2 separate regions of the Mus musculus genome follow, and region 2 is linked to region 1. A link is a contact called in public HiChIP or PLAC-seq data. All regions are on one chromosome and are shown on one strand. Each heading gives the region's core, a stretch centred on a gene start, on an enhancer-like site or on the middle of the called end of the contact. The rest is flanking DNA. Distances are from core to core; before and after follow the strand shown.

Region 1 (5,404 bases), core at 1,882-4,381:
CTACTCACATCAGGCTTTCTTCACGACTCTTTGAGTCTCTAGTTCTGCCTCTTTTCATTGTGTCCCCCCACCCAACCCCCTACCTCTCTTCACCCCCACCCCACATTCTTCTGTCTCTCCAGCAGGCAGCTTCCTGGCAGAGACCGAGTATTCCTTCATGGCCATCTAGTGCCCTCTACTGGGGAAGCTTCGCATTGCATCCTCTGAAAAGGAAGCTCATTGCTGAACCAAAATCTATGTCCAGTATGGCCAGAAGAAAAAAGATTGTTAGTCTATCTCCAAGTGCTTGTTGTGCTTGGCGGTCAGTGAGTATGCATAATCAGAGCTGAATGCCCACAGTTCCCTCCTCCGTGTCCCTGTGCTTTCCAGGAAGGAACACTAACCAGTCACTCTTCCTCCTCTGTCACCTGTTTTCCACCTTGTGTGAGAACCCCAGTCTTGAAGCCAATGAGTCGGTCCTTTGGTTCCACCCTTGGATGTCCCCAAGTGCCTGTCCCCAAGAAAAGCCTGTGATTGCAAAGTCTCTCTTCTCTTCCCTCCCTACACTCCCATGGAATCTCTTTTAATAAGTGTTCACTTCTCAAGCAGCTGCTACAGAGAAGGCTGAAGCCAATGTCCTGCTCAGTATTAACCAGTGGGAGGTGGTACAAGGTGCCACTTAAGGAAGGAGTGCTTATAAAAGGGAATCTCGTGGTGTTAACTGTGACATCAACTGCTAGAAGCTGGAAGAGGGGATCTGTGAGGAAGAATGGGTGACTTCTAGTCCACTGGTGGCTAGGTTAGTTGAAAGCAAACAGCAGTTGCTTTCCTACACCCCCCCCCCCGTGTGTGTGTGTGTGTGTGTGTGTGTGTGTGTGTGTGTGTGTAGAGAGAGAGAGAGAGAGAGATTCACAGAGCACTTACATGTTGATGGCACAAAAACCAAATCTGATTCATGCAGCAGACAATTATTCAGCTATAAAAAGACCGTCCCAGTACATACTCCAACATTGCATGCATGAAAAACAGTGCATGTTACCACTTACACATAGACCATAGGTTAGAGGGTTAACAGACAGAAGGTAGAATGGTAGTGGTGACTGAATGAAAAGCGAGGCCTTGGCTGCTCCACAGTGTGGTTGGGGAGAAGATTTACTGTAGACATGAGAGAGAACATAGCCAGAGGCATCTGGAAAGGTCCTGGCTGAACAGGGCCAGTAGACTGAACCAGGCCATGGGAGAAGGGGATGGGAGAGCAAGAGAGGAAATGAGAAAGAGGAGAGGAGAGGGGAGGGAAGGGGAGGGGAGGGGAGGGGAGGGGAGGTGGGCAGGAGGGATCTCAGGACTGAGAGCATGAGAGAGACCAAAAGGCTGCATAGCCAAAATGGCTGAAGTTGTATAGGAATCAGAGACACTGCAGGGAGGAATGAAGCTCAGGAGCTGGAGGAGACAGGCTCAAGGCAAGGTGAGAAGTGCCTAGAGGAGCCAGGACTCTGCAACAAGGACTGGTGGTGCCAGGAGAGACTAGTCACCAGCCTCCACTTTGATATGTTAAATAGGTGCAGCTCAGCCTCTGTCCCTGTTTCTTTGAGACCTCACAAAGATGGTGTCCCCTGAGGCAAGCAGTCAATGTCTGGTAGAGACAGAGTGTCTGCTGGAGAAAATGGAAAATTCTAAGGTGGATGCTGGAGGTAGTTTATACAGTGTCAATGTGACACTAACTTCAGCCTAAAAGTTGTCAGGACATATAATTTAATGTTCTTGGAATAAAATCAACCTGGGAAGGTCATGTGCTGAGGTTACAATTTGTATGTGAGCTTCCTTAGTGCCTCTGCCTGCGGGACAGTTGGACAGGGTCTGAGGAACCGCCTGCGGAGAGAATGAGGGGTGAGGAACACAAGGACGGACAGCAAGTCTGATTGATCAAGCTGTCAAATTTTTATTTTTCCCAGGCAGGTTTTATGCCCACAGAAGCAGGGTATGGGGAGGGAGATGACGCAGAATCGCTCTTTGTTTCTGGGAGAACTCACCTGTTCCCAAAAGCAGGATATTGGCTAGGTAAAAAGTTCAGCAGGAGGAACAGAACAGAATGGGTTGCTAGGTACCTGTGCATAAGATCTATAGCTATTTGTTCTTAACTGAGGGTAGTATTTTCCCACGGAGGCCTCAACTTTCCCCACAAAAATCTCAACTAAGCTAATACTTTTCCACTAAGGCCAAAACTTTATAAGTAAGCACTTATGGCTGACAACGCAGTTAACATTCAAACAGGGTCAGTGGCTCCCAACACCTTAGGAAGAAGAACAACAGGGGAGGGGGGCATCTCACATGTTTATTTCCCAGCCTGAAGGTTAGCTGTTTGTTTTTTTGTTATCTTGTTTTGTTTATTTCTTTTCAATTTTACATAAACAACTACGGTTATTTAGAAAGGGAAACCTCAAAAATGCCTCCATAAGTTTTGTCTGTAGGCAAGGGTATGGGACATATTCTCCATTAATGATTGGTGTGGGAGGCCCTGGCTGACTCTGGGCAGTGTCACCCTGGGCAGATGGTTCTGGACTAGATAAGAAAGCAGGCAGAGAGGGTGAGTCATGAAGAACAAGCCAGTAAGTGCCCCTCATCCCTGACCTCATTTTCACCTCCTCCCTCCAGGTTCCTGTTTGACTTCCTGCCCTGGCTTCCTTTGATAGAATAAAGGCTGTAAGATGCAATAAACCCTTTCTTCCCCAAGTCGTTTTTGATCACTGTATTGTTGTAGCCATAAAAGGATAACAATCAGGTCCTGTTCACAGGTCACTTTGGCCCCAAAGGACTCCAGGCTCTATGGCATGTCTAGCTCAGCTCTGGGGAGTAAGGCTGAGAGTAGAATTTAAAGACCCACTGAGATAGATTCACAAGGAAGGTTAAAGATATCCAATTGCTGGGGTCTTTTGAATGTTAGGCCCAATTCTCTCTGACCAGGCAGGCTTCTTAGATGACCCGCTCTCAGGACCCTCATCTGTGTGTGTGTAAGTGTACGTGTATATGTGTGTGTTTATGTGTCTCTCTGTGTGTATGTGTGAGTGTGTGTGCATGTGGTAGGGGGCACTCAGTACTTACCTCAGAGCTTCTCTGACTAGAGAAAGAGTGTAGAGGGAAAGGTCACCCCCTGCCCCCTCCCCCACATCCTTCCTGTTCATGTAAACCAGAGTGCCTTGAACTTACCTCCCTGCCTTTGCTATCCTTTCAAGTGTGGGAATGTGGCAATTGCATGGAGGCCCCAGGCTCCTAGAAAATCTTCCCTGGGGGATACAGGGCCAATAAGTCACCTCTTTCATATGGAGGGCATCATAGCTTGTGGTTTTGGCTGCAAAAGGAAGCATGAATGGGGTGAAGGGTAGCTTGTGCTAGACTTTGCCTTAATTAGCGAAAAGCCTTGTGACCATTTTGGGGTGTGTGTGTGTGTGTGTGTGTGTGTGTGTGTGTGTGTGTGTGTGATGAATTCAGGTAGGTGTTTACTTCCTCCTCCAGGACCACTGTAAGGTCATGCCTACAGAGCTCCTAGTGTTAATCCTGGGAGTCTCAAGAGAGAAAACCAAACAAAACAGTTCTACAATTTTGAGCCAAACTGGAAGCAAGTTTTAACTAAATACTGACCAGGATGGATTTTGGTCAGGACCACTCTCTGGAATTCCCAGGGAGAAACCATAAGACATGTGTTGTAGTAGCATTTTAAAAACAAAACCATGCAGTCACTGTGTTTTCCCATGTGGCCATTGATTTAGTTAGGGTGTTACTGCTGTGAACAGACACCATAACCAAGGAAAGTCTTATAGAGGACAAAATTTAATTAAGGCTGGTTTACAGGTCCAGAGGTTCAGTCCATTATCGTCAAGGTGGGAGCAGGGCAGTGTCTAGGCAGGCATGGTGCAGGAGGAAATGAGAGTTCTACATCTTCATCTGAAGGCAGCTAGCAGATCCTGGCTTCCAGGCAGCAAGGATGAAGGTCTTAAAGCCCATACTCACAGTGACACACTTCCTCCAAAAAGACCATACCTACTCCAACAGGGTCACACCTTCTAATAGTACCACTCCCTGGGCCAAGCATATGCAAACCATCACAGTCGTCATTTGAACTGTACTTCCTGCTAATTTACCTTTCTCAGATCTCTGATGGCATTGATGACTAGGCTAACTGTAGCCCTGTCAGCTTGGCAGCAGCAGGCAACCAATTCCTTCCCTCAAGGCTGCAACCACCTTGTTAGTTGTCTAAAGCTACTAGGTCTCTTGTCAAGAAAAGGCAGGCAGGCTTGCGTTGCTAACAAGATAAGGCAAGGTTTCAGGTGTAACTTTGCACGAAGGGAACATGCTTTGCAATAATTGTTCTCAGTAATAACTACTTGTGACTCTGAAAAATGGTTAGATTTAAAAAAAAATAAGGTTTAAAATCCATGCAAGTTCTGAGTGTCTAAAAAGATGTTCTAAGGTATAGAGGGTCTGCAGATGTAAAAGCTTAAAAAAGTTCTGAGGGTCTCAGAAAATGATTTAAGATGTATAGATACAAATTCTAAAAGGCATAAAACATGGTTCAAGGCATGTGAAAATGGAAAATGTTTCAGATTTCTTTTACCCTTCTATGCTATTGTTACACTAAGATTTCAAAAATTCAGAGTTTTAACATTGACCAATAGAGTTCTGATAAACTGGTAGAACACTGACTACTTCCTATTCAGTCACAAGCTCAAGATTTTAAATTTCCTTTGGTTGTCTTCTAAGTATTGACTTAAAGGTACTTTTCACTGGGCTAAAACATCTCTGCCCAATCTATATATCTGGCTCTCTGAACAGAAGAAAAAAATGTTCATGCATTTTAACTTAAAGCTACAGTTTTTGCTAGGACTCAAAGGCATAAGTCTATTCTAGCTATTTTATAATGTGGATTTCAATACAGATTAATGCTAATATATTTAGAAGTTTTATTTCTTTTCGTAAACTATAAATTCATGTAAGCTTCAGGAATCAAAGAAGTCATATGACTTGGATCTGCCTGTCACAGATCAAATGACTCCAGAAGCAGCCTATGTTTCTGTTTCATTCCTGTCTATTTCTGAAAGTGGGATCTCTGCTCCGGTCTTAGATTCTTCTCCTTCCCCAATTACTAGGACCATGGACTTGGAAGTTCCAAATGTAAATCCCTAAATTTTAACGTCTTTACCTACTCTATATTTGTCCCAGCAGATTTCCATGTGGCTGACAGACTCCACCCAGGTGATCACCTATGGACTGCAAACTACAGAGCTCTGGACTTTGCTGAAAGCTGATGCGAACCAGTCTGGCCAATGCTTCCTATCTCTCCAGCTGGGCCAGCTAACTGGATGCTGCTGATGAGTTCCCCATTGCTCAGACTTTGACCAGCCTTTCAGCCTTCCTGGGCTCCGACAAGAGT
Region 2 (5,404 bases), core at 1,071-3,570, 540 kb before region 1:
TGGTCCTTATCAACCACCACTGGTCATTCTAGAATGCACACACCCATTCTCTGTACCACCCCTATACTATTAGACTGAGCAGACAGGCCCTGCTTTCTCATGAAGTAGCCAGCAAATAAGACTTACAAGATCTGGGCTTAGCTTTGCTGGAATGCAGGTATTTAACAGGTATCCCACACTCCTGGTATCTCTAACTTCCCATCTCTTTCCCTAATTTTTCAGTTTTTGCTCTGCCAGCTTCAAACATCAATCGTCCTTTCCGTGGCTCCCCACAATTATTTTGACCTTGTAACATATTGTTTGGCCTCCAAGATCTTCCTCTGAAATCTGAATAACCCCATAACTTTTGTATTTTGCATATATGCAAAACCAGTATCATGTGGATTCCACCAAAGTCTCTCGCCAGCTCAGGCCGGGTGGTGGTGGCGCACACCTTTAATTCCAGAGGTGGCAGAGGCAGGCAGATTTCCGGTCTACAGAGTGAGTTCCAGGACAGCCAGAGCTACACAGAGAAACCCTGTCTTGAAAAACCAAACAAAACCAAAACCAAACCAAAAAAAGTAGCTGGTTTCTTGGGTCACCACTACCATGGGCTGAGTGCCTAAGCAGCTAAATATGGTGAAAACAACCTTGAGGTCACCAGTTCCTATGGGGGTCCTGTAGGAGCAGGGAGCCCTGACATTGAGAGCTCCCTTTTCAAGGGAAAGTCTTTCAAGTAAGTCTGCTTTCATATCCTGTTCCAAGGCAAAGCGCGAAGCTTAGTAGATGATAATCCATTCAGCCTACATGTCTTCCTTGGTCTCAGATTTACACTGGTTTTTCTTGTAAACAGCCTGATTTTATTTATACTTAGTCCTGTTTCATATGTAGAAGATGAAAGAAGTGGCCTTCTGAGCACTTAGAATGAGCAATACCAATGAAAGTGGTATAGGGGATGATGTGTGTGTACCTGTTTTAAAGAATGAGCAATACCAATGAAAGTGGTATAGGGGATGATGGGGTGTGTACCTGTTTTAAAGGTGTGTCGTCCCCCCCCCCTCCCCCGAGGACAGGGTTTCTCTGTATAGCACTGGCTGTCCTGGAACTCACTTTGTAGACCAGACTGGCCTCGAACTCAGAAATCCACCTGCCTCTGCCTCCCAAGTGCTGGTGTTAAAGGCGTGTGCCACCACCGCCCGGGCTTAAAGGTGTCTTGAAGGGCAAAGATGTCCTTGTCTGCTCAGTTCACTACACTGCCTGCCTCATTCACACACACACAGCTCTAACCTTAACTCCTCGGTTCACATACCATCTGGCCACCTCTCATGGATCACACAGCCTCTCTCCCCAGCTTTTTTGTTCACTCAGTCCCTTACCCTGAATCCTCACAGCCCGCTTCACCAGGCCTCCATATAGTCTCTCTCCTGTTCCCCATCCACATTGACAGTTACCCGCTCCCCATTCAGGAAGGCAACCATCCTCCATATCTGCAACCACGCATCTCTGCCCATGGGTTCCTCAATCACGCAGCCGTTTCCTGGGCTCTCTGGCTACAAAGCCCCAGCCAGTTCCCACAACACGCAGTTCTTTATCCCTGACTCCCTGTTAACACAGCCCGAAGTTCCCAGCTCCAGGTGCAAACACCCGGAGCCCTGGGCCCGCCCGTCGGCCTGCGCTGCGCACTACAACTCCCACGATGCCGCGCCACCGCCCCCCCGGCTTCCGGTGCTGCGCAGTTTCCGGAGCGGATCGCAACCCGGAGTCCGGATCCGACCCCGCTCTGCACATTCCACAGGCAGGTAAAGCCCCGGGCCCATGCTCGCCGCTGCCCCACCGCGCGCCCCTTGCTGCGGCCCGCGGCCCGCGCCTGGCCCGGGCTCGGCCTCCAGCCGCGCCCCCCACGCCCGCCCCGGTCCGGCCGCCGCGCCGCCTGTTCTTTGTTACAGTCGGGGCCGCGGGCGCCGTGGGCGATCGGAGTCAAAACCCGGCTGGAATCCGGAGCCGCTCCGGGATCGCCCTGCGCCCGCCGGGTTCCGCTGCCGCGGGCTTGGCCTCTGCCCTAAGTGCCCAGCCTGGGTTCCGAGCGCCCGGCCCCTGCCAACTGCCCTCCGCGCGCTCGGCCCACGCCAACCGGCGCCCGACCGCCCACTCGCGGGCTCGGCGCCCCCCGCCCCGGCGCGGGCTCAGGCGCTGCGCCCCTAGTGCGCCCAGGCCCAGCGGCCACCGCCAGGCCCTGCGTGGCTGCGGGCTCAAGTCTCTACAGTCCCTTCCCGGCTACCCGGCCGCCTTACCCGGTTTTCGGGCACAGCCCAGGGAGGGGCCTTCGTCTCCAGCCCCTTTGGCGTTTAAGAAAGTCCGAGGCTGTGCCGTGGCTCCCAGGCCCTGGCGCCTCACTCGTCTCTACCTTTTGGTGGCCCAGGGACCACAGTGGCAAGACAGGCTGGAGACATGTGCCCACCTACTATCTGGGAAAAGGGTGGACAGGTGGGGGCCAGGTGGAGCCTGCGTGCTCCTGAGGTGAGTTTTGAGAGGGCAGAGGTAGGACGAGAGAGGCAGTGGTGGGCGAGGGCGCGCTTATTCCCCCCCCCCCCAACACTTCATGGAATGGTGGAGGGCCTCTTCACACATGCTCATAAGCGTACCCCTCCTCCGAGGTGGTTTAAAATGGTAGAAGCTAGAATGTGAGCTGGAGACACGTGGACCTGTGCCTGAATTTAAAGCTGCCAACGCTTCTTTTAAAAAAACATATGCTAGAGCCCGTCAGAATCCTCCCATGGAGGTGCTTGTGCAGGCCACCGCTTGAGGTCCTGAAGGCAATTTTAAAAGTAAAACCTGAATTCTCCGACTTTGGGAAACCTCAGGGGTGGCAGAGACAGTACTCCCTGGAAAGTGCAGAGTAGTTGCTGAGACTTGATCGCCTATACACCCCACCCCAACCATATTTTGCTTCAAACCTACCGGCTTTCCATGTCTTACCTACTGCAGCTTCCTCCTCAGACTTGCCCTGAAATTACTGCTTTACTCTGAAATAAAACCTTTAGATCGGATTATTAAAGGGAAAAAGCACTAAGTTTTCTCCTGATGAGGTTTGTTTTTCCGTCTTTGATTCATGCTTTTCCACAAATGTCAGCAAAGAATATACTAGTTCTCTTTGGGGAACAGACAAGGTAGTTTGTTTTTCCAGAAGACAAATGGGTAGATTAAAACACCAACCACAGCTAGGTTGATGGCAAATGCTTATAATCCCAGTACTCTGGAGACTGAGCCAGAAGTCTATGTTCATGGAAGCCTGGACCATACAAAGCCAGCTACAATTACAAGGCTGTCTTAGAGAGATTACCTTTGAGAAGGACCACTGTTGCCATGGGGTGTCCTGTCATTTTTTTCCTGAAAGGTTATCTGTGCAGAAGGTAGGGAAGACATTGCTGCATTTTTCAGGTATAATAGAGCATAAAACTGGTCACCAACAGTGGCATAAAGGCTGGCCAGACTCAGATTCTCATTTGTAACATATGTCTGACACCTGTTCAGGATAACTTTCCCAGATTGTTCTACCAGGCCATTTCTGTGGTAAACGTTTGTGGACACCTTTCATACACCCAAGGGACAAAAGAAGAGGTGCAAGAGGCAGTGTAGACTATAAGTAACGGTGGTTACACAAGAGTGACAAGGACATGAAGGAAGAAGGTTGCTGGGTGTGCAGGGGTTGTTGGCACACTCTGCACTGACCTGAGCCATCTATCTAGGAAGGGTAGTTTAGTAGGAGACAGGTGCTGTGAGGAAATCTAGCCTCTAGTGGAAATCTAGTGGAAAGCAGAGTGGGCTAGTGCACAGAGGGCTGGGTGGGAACATAGTTGGGATCCCAGGCTGGGAAAGGCCAGTGAATCAGGGTGGAGAGCTTTGAACAGGACTGGCACAGGAACTGTGTCCTTAGAGTTGAGTCTGTGGGTGCTTTGGGGAGCCAGAGCACACACAAATACAGGCCAGTAGACTCCACTCAAAATAGAAGGAAACACCGAGATGATCCAGCACACGGCTGCTATCCTAGAGGCACCAGCTGGCCCACTGTCCAGGCATCCTTTGAGAGTCTGTGGGCATGAATGGGACCTGAGAGACTCTCGCTTAGAGTCTCCTAGGGCGGGTCTTCCTTCACCCAGGGCAGGAAACTACATTCATCCATTTATCCCCTGGCTTGGTCCACAGGTATAGGGAGGGACATGGAGTCACTGTGGGTGCCCACCCTCCAGCAGCTTGAAGCCCTGACTAACTGGCAGTTTTGTCTCCTAATTCAGAAGGGTAGGCATGAAGCTCTGTTGTTCCCAGCCTTCTGCTCCATCTCCTCACCCATGTGGCTCTGTTCTGATCTCCCAGGAAAAGAGCTATACGCCCTGTGTACTTCTTGAACCAGCTTCTTTGGGTACTGGATGACAATTCAGTGAAGGCCATCACAGCTCACCCTGAAGAAATGAGTGCAGCCTGTGGTCCTGTGAAATCATGTCTGATTCAATGAATAGACATACTTGTGTTGCGAGAAGTTACAACAGGGGCGTCAGGAGAGCAATTGCAGGCAGCAGTGTGTAATGGACGGTTTAGGATCTCCAGGGAAGGAGGCAGGAGGGTACGGAGAAGAGGCGGGGTCAGCTTGCTGATGCTTAAAGGGAAGCTGGTTCCTGTGAGTTGGAAGTAACTGGGGCCATCCTGTCATGAGGCTTACATTTTCATAACTGCATTTACAAGAGTGACATGAGGATCTATTTTAAGAGGTCAGTGGAATTTTCATTTGCTGCTCTTAAACCTGGCCCGATCAGAGAAGCTGGTACTGGGAATGGAGAATGGTGAAATACTTTTATGGAGATATTCGCAGCGAGCGTGCTGTGCCTGGTACCAGGCATCAAGTGTTCTTCAGGGGTTGGTCTAGACTTAGGGAGAGGCAAGTGCTGCACCAAGATCTGGCTTGGAGGTGACTTTCAACTATGTGCCATATTTGGGGAGTGGGGAGTGTCAAGGAGACACTGCATGCAGGCAGGGTACAGATGGCATAGTGTGTGCAATGAGGGAAGCAAAGCATGAGATTGATCATTGAAGAAAAACATCAGAGGGGAGGGAGGGACCTGAGATAATGATGGAGGGGGATGTAGGCTACAAAGAGGGTGTTCTATAGAACTGTTTGCTGGAGCTAAGGTTGGTTCTCCTATTAGCCCTAGAAGCAGTTCCTGTATATCAGATATTTACATTATGATCTGTAACAGTAGCAAATTACAGTTATGAAGTAGTAATGAAATAATTTTGTAGGTGGGGGTTACCACAACATGATGAACGCCACAGCATTCGGAAGGTAGAAACCACTGTCACAGAAAGTAAGGAAGCCAGCAGTTTTCTGAGGACTTTTAAGGTTACACAGGTGACCTTTAGGCAAAGGTCAAAG

Evidence for each region. HiChIP or PLAC-seq counts read pairs in DNA pulled down with a chosen protein or histone mark.
Region 2: a contact with region 1 is called in an H3K27ac HiChIP or PLAC-seq map of the HPC-7 cell line, with 7 times the contacts expected there. The contact joins the promoter of Prdm15 here to the enhancer-like site in region 1. A contact is called at or near these places in 2 of 39 promoter capture datasets (the 3T3-L1 cell line and hippocampal neurons), 5 of 115 datasets of contacts at active chromatin or transcription factors (the HPC-7 cell line, craniofacial prominence, embryonic forebrain and 2 more) and 1 of 9 other capture datasets (embryonic stem cells).

The regions. Positions count from the first base shown.
Region 1 is chr16:97,307,823-97,313,226 of GRCm38.p6, reverse strand. No RefSeq gene overlaps it. Among named protein-coding and RNA genes, the nearest start is that of Bace2, 46 kb to the left of the region's middle. Within about 2 kb of position 3,131, at least 59 of the 459 cell types and tissues checked have an H3K27ac peak or open chromatin away from gene starts, as enhancers often do. A contact at or near this core is called in the HPC-7 cell line, where this site is marked.
Region 2 is chr16:97,848,143-97,853,546 of GRCm38.p6, reverse strand. Prdm15 (PR domain containing 15) reads left to right here and starts at 2,320. Exons shown (of 24, transcript NM_144789.2): 1 at 2,320-2,496. The coding sequence starts at 2,428.